Linked DNA regions of Oryctolagus cuniculus: region 2 is linked to region 1. A link is a contact called in public Hi-C data. All regions are on one chromosome and are shown on one strand. Each heading gives the region's core, a stretch centred on a gene start, on an enhancer-like site or on the middle of the called end of the contact. The rest is flanking DNA. Distances are from core to core; before and after follow the strand shown. Region 1 overlaps ZBTB38 (zinc finger and BTB domain containing 38). Region 2 has its middle 65 kb from the start of ZBTB38.

The links. Hi-C and Micro-C count contacts between places; a contact is called where the count stands out from the background.
Region 2: a Hi-C map of embryonic fibroblasts shows a contact between it and region 1, with 1.9 times the contacts expected there. The contact joins two enhancer-like sites. A contact is called at or near these places in 3 of 6 Hi-C or Micro-C datasets (embryonic fibroblasts, psoas muscle and skin fibroblasts).

The regions. Positions count from the first base shown.
Region 1 is chr4:140,418,034-140,422,894 of mOryCun1.1, forward strand. ZBTB38 (zinc finger and BTB domain containing 38) reads right to left here. Exons shown (of 4, transcript XR_001794623.3): 4 at 3,069-4,861. Among named protein-coding and RNA genes, the nearest start is that of RASA2, 58 kb to the left of the region's middle. Within about 2 kb of position 2,733, at least 1 of the 8 cell types and tissues checked has an H3K27ac peak or open chromatin away from gene starts, as enhancers often do.
Region 2 is chr4:140,574,964-140,579,824 of mOryCun1.1, forward strand. It overlaps the pseudogene LOC127482692. Among named protein-coding and RNA genes, the nearest start is that of ZBTB38, 65 kb to the left of the region's middle. Within about 2 kb of position 2,013, at least 7 of the 8 cell types and tissues checked have an H3K27ac peak or open chromatin away from gene starts, as enhancers often do.

The DNA.
Region 1 (4,861 bases), core at 1,483-3,982:
TCTCACTGAATGCCCAATTCTCTAAATTCGGTATATTTTGAATAAACGAATTAAAATTCAGCAACAGTTAGCACTATTACAACTTCAAAATGCCTGCTCACCAAAGTTTCTTATAACAAGAATAAAATACTTATCCCTATAAATATACAGAAGTCAAATTTTAAAATTACTGAAAAATAGTGACTGTTTCCCCAAAAACATTCTAAATAAATTAAACTGGTGTTTTTGAAGTCTCTAATGCTAGTAAAATATAACCATTTTATTAAAATCAATTCTTCCAATAGTTGTCTGAATATGGTGTGTATACTTTTAAAAACTGCACCTAAGCCATATGGGTTGTTCACTGACCATCTTGCTTGAAGAACTGGAGTCAGTGTGTACCAACCAGGGAGGGGCCGAAGGGGGCTTCTGTCTCCAGAAAACAGAAATAGAAGAGAGATGGCTGGGACTTGGAGAAGATGAGACGTTCTCAGAGATGGAGGAAATCAGAGTGGGAGAATGGTTGCCTGTGCAAAGAGACTGATGGAGACAGAGGGCCTGGAACCAAATCAATCAAATGTTGATGAGAAAAGGAGAGCTAATAGGAATTAAATGACCCGAATTTAATGAAAAAAGGAAAGCCACAACTGAGCAACATGGCAGCAGTGGCAGCGGCAGCCAGGGTCCAGGGCGTGGTCTAGCACAGGCCGCGGAGCTGGCCGGGGGGCTGGGCGACCCTCGGCGCTGCTGCTGCTGGTGACAGAGGAGAGCCCCACTGTCAGACCACGGGGTGCCGTGGTGCGCAAGCAACTCCCAGCTTTTGGGTAGAGCGCGGCTAAAATCGTGCCTAACAGCAAGCCAGAGGTCTGTATGCATCCTGATGGGGTCACCGAGGGCTGACCTTCCTCAGAAAATCACACCAATGCACGTTCAAATCCTTCCCTGTCTGGTCAGCACAGGACAGCCCAACCCGGTACAACCATTCTGAGATTGCCTTCAGCCTGCTGTGCCCGCACTTCCACTCACAGACCCCTGGGAAGACCATACAGATGAGCCGACGCCCAGTGAGTCCCCTGTGTGCACAAGGCAGCCACCGGCCGGAGGGAGGCCTGGGATCCGTCTGCAGTTGTCTTTGCTGACCACCCCTTCCTGAGAAAGGCAGGCATGGGGCCGGCGCTGTGGTGCAGTAGGCTAAGCCTTCCAGCCCCAGATGCTCCATTTCCCATCCAGCTCTCTGCTTATGGCCTAGGTAAAGAAATGGTAGATGGCCCAAGTGCTTGGGCCCCTGTACCCACATAGGAGACCCAGAAGAAGTCTCCTGGCTCCTGGCTTCTGATCAGCCCAGCTGCAGTCATTGTGGCCATTTGAGTGAGCCAGTGGATGGAAGATCTGTAACTCAAATTTACAAAAAAAAATCGGGGCCGGTGTGGTGGCTCACTTGGCTAATCCTCTGCCTGTGGCACCGGCATCCCATATGGGCGCCGGGTTCTAGTCCCGGTTGCTCCTCTTCCAGTCCAGCTCTCTGCTGTGGCCCGGGGAAGGCAGTGGAGGATGGCCCAAGTCCTTGGGCCCTGCACCCACATGGGAGACCAGGAGGAAGCACCTGGCTCCTGGCTTTGGATGGGCACAGCGCTGGCCATAGCGGCCATTTGGGGAGTGAACCAATGGAAGGAAGACCTTTCTCTCTCTCTCACAGTCTGTCAAAAAAAAAAAAAATATATATATATATATATATATATATATATATATAAAAACCCGACAGATGACAGCTTCCAGGGACATCCCCCTCTCTGGCTATGCTGAGTTTCACTACGGCGGTGAGGGGAAGGGGCTGGTGGGGGACGGTGGCTGAGTCAAGAATCCCACAGGCTCGGCTGCACAGTCGTTGGCAGCCCCTCCCCCTCCTGCCTGCCTTTCCTGTCTCAAGCTTGAAGCTGGACAGAAGTAGCCTGAAGCCAAGCAGCTCTAGGGAAGGCCTGGGATCCCAGGAAGCACCTTATCTATAAGCCGAATGTCTGTGTAAACAAACTACTCAGGCTCACTAACAACAACAAACACAAACAGGACTGCCTCAGTGAGTGTTTTGCTTTTAATCCAGTAACTTCCTCAACTCTTACAAATTCTTCCAATATCAAATGCTGTTTTGCTAGACAACAAAATCAGTTTTAGCAGGCAACAGCTTCCAAATATTTGGAGAATCTGGTTTGGATTGCCCTACCAATACAGAACTGATGCTTCCGCCAAGTGGCAGGGCTCTCTCATGGCTGTGCTGCCTGGGCCCCCCCGGGCCCCCCAACCTTTCACTCGCTGTGACTGCATTTCTGCATTTGCAAGCTGAGGTTAGGAGCTTGGTGACAATGGGACAGCTTTATTTTTATGTGAGAAACCACTAGCTTAGACTAGCACTACAATTTCACTCCATATTCTAAAAACCAAAGTGGACAACTGTCAAAAATGCTTTGATAGGGCAATATCCTGAAACGTAACGGGCCCAAGTTGGGAGAAGCTGAAGCGAACAGGGATCCCGCAGGGATGCAGGAGTCTCTGTGACAGCCACGGCCCACAACCCCACGACTCTGTCACGCGGCAGCGTTCCCTAAGTGCAGAGAAGGAGCAGAGACACGGGCTTTGGAGTCGGGCAGACCTGGGCTGGAACCCCCAGCTCCGTGTGGTTCTGGGACCTTCCCGGAGTCCCTAATGAAAGGCGGACAGTCAGCTCTACTTCCGGGGTGGAGGTCGTTAACGAATGGCCCATGGGAAGATGTTACCAAACGCCTGGACCCCAGCCAAGGCAGTCTGCTTTCCGAGGACGGCAGCAGCATATCCCCAGAGAGTACTTCCCGCGGATGCATCCTCTGAAGATCAGGTCTGTCTCAAACACTCAGTTATCCAAAAGCCTCCACTCCCTCTTAGGTCTGTTTGTTTTGTTTTAATGGTGTAATTCATTTGAGTCCGAAGCACGTGAGAAGGTCCCAGGCAATGTAGACAAGTAAGGAAACAGAGAAATATGGAACCACATGTGACACAAAGCTGACTCACGCGGATGGAACGGCTGCACAGAATTAACATCAAAACATCTAAAACGAGACTTGGTGTAGGAATAAGCTATTTTAATCAAGCAAAAACAAATTTATATTCATTATTTCTAAAAATAAAATTAGACTTTTCCAACCCTTAACATCTGCATTTAATAATATCTTCTAACCAAAATACAGATGCTAAAACAGCAATTACAATATATCTTGTACGGCATACAGTACGTCCACTGTTTACACTGACTTAATTCTAGTTGGTCATTATGTACTCGATGCAGACTTCAACATCACTCATCATAAAATTTTCACAATTAACAAAAAATGGGACAAGGCTGTTTTAAAACGGCTCTGCTATAAATTGTATAGAATATACAGAATTACAAAGTCAAGTATTTTTTTATCAAAATATACACCCCTCCCTGAAACTAACACAAGCCATCAACATTTTAAACGAATAGTACAATTATAGAAAATATTTGCAAAATTATTTTTTTTCATGTATAAATATTCTGCCATATTTACTTTGGTCTAGAATTATCAGCATACAAGTCCACTTAAAAAATGTCCACATGTAAGGGCCGAGAGACATCACTACAGTGTCATATTTCATATTTGGAGTTAGATCAGAATGACTAACATACACAGTAATTTTCCTTGATTCATAACCCTAACTGAGATTAAACAAATTAGTTTAATATTGGACTGCTTATTCAATATTCTAGTTATCAATTCAAAAATGATTTTCATAAGCCCTTTGCGACTATCTCTTTAACAAAACCCAAACGGATGGTGCAGGTATACAATATATACAATGTATAAAATAAAGTTAAATTCACTTGCATTTTCCCACTTTCCTCTACTATATAATACTGTATGTAAGTGAAACTAGATGAACAAAAGATAAATGCAGATACAATACCGGGGTTACTTAACGGCAAAGTACTAGAGTATAAAAAGGTCAAGCTTAACCATGTACTCTTCTGGGTGTTCAGATGCATTCTTGCCCACTCAAATCCATACTAAGTCTTCTTCGTGGAGGCATCACAATGCTTGTAGACAGAAACTGGAGTCTCTTGAGCTACCTCTTCATGAGGATAATCTTCCAACTTCGGATGACCTGGGCTTCCCAGCTATCAAATCCAATGAACAAGCATGGCTGCACGTCACCCTTACGCTGGATTCCGAATTCTGCTCCTACCGGTGATCACACAGTAGCAACGTCTGCTCTCTTCCTCCTGTTCTGGCGGTGTTGAAAAACAAGAATCATGAGTTCCAGCTTTCCAGGAACCTGGCCCACAGGATGGAATATCCTGCAGGGCAAATGGACTGAGGGCAATGTTGATGGTGTGGGTTTGTGAGAAAGAACAATGAAAAACTCAAGAAGGTTTTCATCGAGGGGGCCAGAGGCCTGCACATATGAAGACAAAACAATGGGCTTTGTGGGTGCATTTCTGAGCGACAGAAGTAACCGACAGGACCCCGGCCTCCCTCCCCACCCTGCAAAACAAGGTACTGTTTGAGCAAAGGAGGTCATTACTCCCTCTTGCGCATTCAAGCCATTAATAGGTGGGGTTGTGTGGGGGTGCTGGCTGTCCTTTTGCTTTCTATTAGGATGGACTTGGCAGCTGCATCGTCTCCAAGCAGGCGAGCAACTGTAGGGCTCAGGCGTTCTGTCACTTGCAAGTACCGCACGTGTGCCTGGCGCTAAATCTCCAGGATGCTCCTTTCGTGGAGTTTGACTTGAACTGTTAAGTCCGTCTGGAACAGAGCCCCGGGCCCATGGCCTCAGGATGGCTGGAAGACTGCAGAGGGTTTCAGAAGAACGGGCGCCTTCTTCATTCTCCGAG
Region 2 (4,861 bases), core at 763-3,262, 160 kb after region 1:
TTCTCTGGGGTTCGGGCTTCACTTGGGCCTGATCTCCTTCAGCATCCGCTTCAGCCTTTCTCTTGGGCATGGTGGTGGTGGGACACAGGCGTTGGGCGATGGGGTGCGGCAGCACATGGGCTACAGTTGATGCAGCGATCACTATCGCCCCTTCTTCTTCCAAGGACATTCTTAAGTGACACTGGCTTTCTTCCCCCCACCCCCACTTCCAAAAGTATACTGGTGAAAAATACAGTAACTGCAAATATAGTCTAGTACCACTGCACCAATTCCTGCCAAGGTGTCAGTAGTTTAACACACTATTTTAAATGACAATACAGTGACAATGCAAATAACTGTATTACTGTGAAAACAGTTAGGGCCTTGCAGACTCTCATTTCCCCGAGGCCCACTCAGGTGGGAAAGTGGGAACATGGAGCAACATGGGAGCAGTGCCAGGAACCCCTAGGAAGGCTGCACTTGGTGCACCTGTCTTATAAGACACTGAATGTCCAGGGGCGGTGCCTTCCTAGAAGAGCCTAGCCCCTACTCCTGGTGCCTCCGGTGTAGACTTTATCAGGCCCCAGAAGCTCTGCTGCACCTTGCAGTTGCCCTGGTTTCCCTTTGATGATTGTAAGTCAACTCCTCGCTAAAGATTAACTCATTAAATTAAGGGAGTGGCACAGGGTAAGGCCAGACCAAGACCCTGAATCACAAAAACTCAGATGCCCCTCTAGCTACAGTGTCAAGGCCAGCCTCTATTCTGGAAGCTTAGCAGGTTCTCTCAGGTCCTGATCAAACAAAGTAATATCCAGTCCCACAGATCCGAGGTCCACCTCCGCCATCACAAAAGGAAACACGTGGTCCCCTGTCACTGATTAATCAAAGGCAGGCCACAAGCATCGAGGACCAACAAGAGGCCCCACACAGGCTGAACAAGCACGCTCACCTCCACCTTAATCTGTAAAATTCACTGCCTTTATCCCTCGGAGGTCTAGGAAAGGAGGAAAGCTGCCTGGCTGCTTACTGTGTGCACCACAAATAAACGCCTGCTTTCTCTCCCCATGCCAGTGTTGGTAAACAGCCAGCGGATCCAGTTCTGAGGATTCTATGGCAATTCCTCCAACCAGTTTGGGGGATGTTCTAGAATACTGGGAGCAGTTGTGGCGTGTGTAGTTCACTTAAAATGTTTACAACAAAACTAAATTGCTTATAGGTTGTATTTCTTATTAAAACACACAGCCCTGAAAAATGTGTTCACCTGCCTTAGTGATACATCTGCTGCTTCTTTTTGGGATACACTGCTCAGTGCCAAGTGGCCCCATTCCTTCCCGCCCTTGCACCTCAACTCCTCCACTTCACCCCCAGTAACTTTAGTCCAGTCCTGCCCTCCCATTTTTACCTTTTCCTGCAGCCACACCAGACTCCCTATCTCAATTCCAATCCCACAGGTTGCTCCCTGTTCTTGCAAGGTGCTCTGACCGGCCCCTGAGGGGAAAGATAGAAATAGGCTCTGCGGCCCGGACAGCACTGGCCGGAGCCTGAGTGTTCAGGTTGGGAGGGGAGAATCTGAAGAGCAGGCTGCTGAGTTCCAGCATCCAGGCATCCTGGGAAAACAGGAAAATTCTCCCTAGAAATGTTCTGACAGCCCCCGAGATTTCCCACCGAGCTACTGTCCTCGGTTGTCTCAGTGCCCACGGCCTCGCCTCCGGTGGCCTCGCAAGCAGCGGCAGAGCTGGGGACCTCACACGCAGGCAATGCACAGTGGAAATAACTGGGGGCCCAAGACCACAGGCTGGAGACCCCGGAGGTGGGCAGGAGAGCAGCCCCCTGCCGCGAACAAAGTCGGAGCGGACAGAGAGAGCGTAAGGCTGAGGCTGGCCTTGCAGGGGCACAGGACACAGCCCACACAGCTCCCAGCGAAGCGCGTTTCCACGTTTCTCTGACTCACGAACGACCCCTGGAGGCAGACACTCCGTGAAACCAGGAGCCATTTCTACCTCTTCAGAACCTGTCTCTACTGCTTGCTTGGTTCTTCCCACCCTCCGCTTTCGAATATGCAGTCAGTTCCGGGTTGGGGACGCAGAGCCTTCTGGGAAATGGAGTTCTGATTAAGAGGATTCTGGGAGTCGTAGTCTTACTTTTCCCTTTGCGCAGGCGGGCTCCCCACTGGGCTTCCCTTGCGCTTGCGCGTGACACTGCTCCGACCAGTGGCCTCTTGGGCTCTTGGTTGGGTAGGTGTTACTGGACTTGCGGGTTCTGTTTGCTTGAGGTGTCACCAATTCATCAGCCTCAAGCCAGAGCTGCACAAAGGGAAGCTTTACTCCTGTGCGGGAAGGTCTAAGTCCCTAAAAACCTGCCTCCCTGAGAAATAGTTTGCCAAGGCTTTTATAGCCTGGGTCAGGATGTAGCAAAAGAGGAAGGGGCGGGGGTCCCTTCTTGCCCTTATATGTAAGCAACATACGCCTTCAACCTTATCTGCTCGGAAAATGGCAGCAAACTCTCCCCTTAGCCAAAGAATTTAGTGGTACAATGAGGAAAGTTCAGTCTAGGTCAGCGAGAGCTGGCTCAGATTCTCGCGGGTTTGGGGTCACCGCTGTGGGGGTCCAGCGGCTCTGAGTCAGTGTTGTAGGATAAGCTGTCGGGGGCATCCTGTGAGAAACAGGCTCAGGGAAGTGCAGAGTGCTCCCGGAGGTCCCGCGGCCCCGCCTGCCTCCTTGCCCAGGTCCTACACTCTGGGTTACATGGGGAGAGGTTAAGGGGTGCACCTGGAGGGAGTGAGTGGGTCTTTCTCAAGGTCTGGCATGTACTGTGCTATGTGGTAATCTCTGAGGTGGGGACAGAGGGGCTGTGTTGTAGGACCTGAGAGATGAGGTATCTGAGGCAGAATCTTGGGGTGTGGGATAGAGTCAGACCAAGGGGTGACTCATCCAACACCTGAGGCTGGGCGAGCCCAGAGGCCCCAGGGAACAGGGCTACAATCCTTTTTGTTAAAACTAGCTGAAATTCAAAATTGAGTGTCCTGTAATTTTTTTTAATTTTTTCTTTTATTTGAAAGAATTACAGAGAGAGGTAGAGACAGAGAGAGAGGTCTTCCATCTGCTTGTTCATTCCCCAGATGGCCGCAATGGCCGGAGCTGTGCTGATCTGAAACCAGGAGCTTCTTCCGGGTCTCCCACGCGGGTGCAGGGACCCAAGGACTGGGGCCATCTTCTACTGCTTTCCCAGGCCATAGCAGGGGACTGGATCAGAAGTGGACAGCCGGGACTAGAACCGGCGCCCATATGGGAGGCCAGCGCTTCAGGCTAGGTCTTTAACCCACTGTGCCACAGCGCCAGCTGTGTGTGTGTGTGTGTGTGTGTGTGTGTGTGTGTAAATCACGTCTTTGATAAAGAGAACGAATCTCCCATCCACTGGCTCACTCCCCAAATGCCTGCAGTTGCCGGGTGGGCCAGGTTAAAAGCCAGGAGCTGGGAACCATCCAGGTCTCACAAGTGGGTGGCAGGGAACCCAAGCACATAAGCCATCGCCTGCTGCCTCCCCAGGATGTGCATTAGCAGGAGGCTGGATCGGACTTGAACCCAGCTACTGCAATCTGGGGGTGCAAGCATCCCAAGAACTGCCGTGCCAAACACCGACCAGAGGGTTACAGTCTTGAAGGAGCCGTCCGTTCCCACCAAAGAGGAGACGGGCAGCAACCCCAGGCCCTGGAAGGTCATGGTGGGTTTCAGGACAGGTGCACTGTGACTCCAGCTGCTGCTTACGATCATTCCCGTGGCTGCAGCTGGAGGGAAGAGAGGAGGGACCCGAGCGGGATGTGGCAGTGTGGATGGAGGAGGGAGGAGCTCAGCTCGGCAGCCCTTCCCTGCAGCCCCGCTGCACTGCCCCAGCCCCTCTGCCCTTTCTGCACAGCAGGGAACTGCAGCTTCAGGGAAAACCGCTCACAACCAGTGTGGGGCAAAAACATCCAACACGGCCGCTGGCTGCTTCCCTGCCGTGACCTTCAGCTAATTGCAATTGCATTATAACAAAGGCAACATGGCTAGGACGCCTACTTCCATCACGCACCTGACAGCATGACACTTCTGAGATTTCCAGAGTCAGGAAGTGGGTGGGACTCAAGCCCACCCCAAACTCTGCCCCTTAAGAATATTCAGCTAAGCCATTCTCCAGACACCAAACTCTAGGCCTCCAGATCATATAAAGGGATGCACCTGGCTCTCACGGAGTGCAGCTGTCTCTCCAGTATGGTCAAACTCCTAGAATGTGTGCCTTTGCTTTGCTTACAAATAAATCTGGCTGGGGCCAGCGCTGTGGCGCAGCAGGTTAAAGCCCTGGCCTGAAGCACCAGCACCCTGTATGGGCGCTGGTTCTAGTCCTGGCTGCTCCACTTCCAATCCAGCTCTCTGTTACGGTCTGGGAAAGCAGTAGTAGATGGCCCAAATCTTTGGGCCCCTGCACCTGCGTGGGAGACCCGGAAGAGGCTCCTGGCTCCTGGCTTTGGATTGGTGCAGCTCTGGCTGTTGTGCCCAATTGGGGAGTGAACCAGCGGATGGAAGACTTCTCTCTTCCTTTCTCTCTTGCTCTTGCTCTGCCTCTCATCTCTCTGTGTAACTCTGACTTTCAAATAAATAAATAAATAAATCTTAAAAAAAAAAAACACACACTCTTGTCCCTTGAAAGACACTGTTAAGAAAGTGAAAAGGAAAGACACTGAGTGGGAGGGAATATCTGCAGTGGACATGTGATGTGAGCTGTTTCCTTAAAATAAATAAATCAATCTGGCATCTCCGCTGACCTTTACCTACATGTCATCCTCCAGTTCTTTCTTGCATTAGAGACAAGAACCTGGACCCGGCCACCCCACACCAGATAGAGAGGT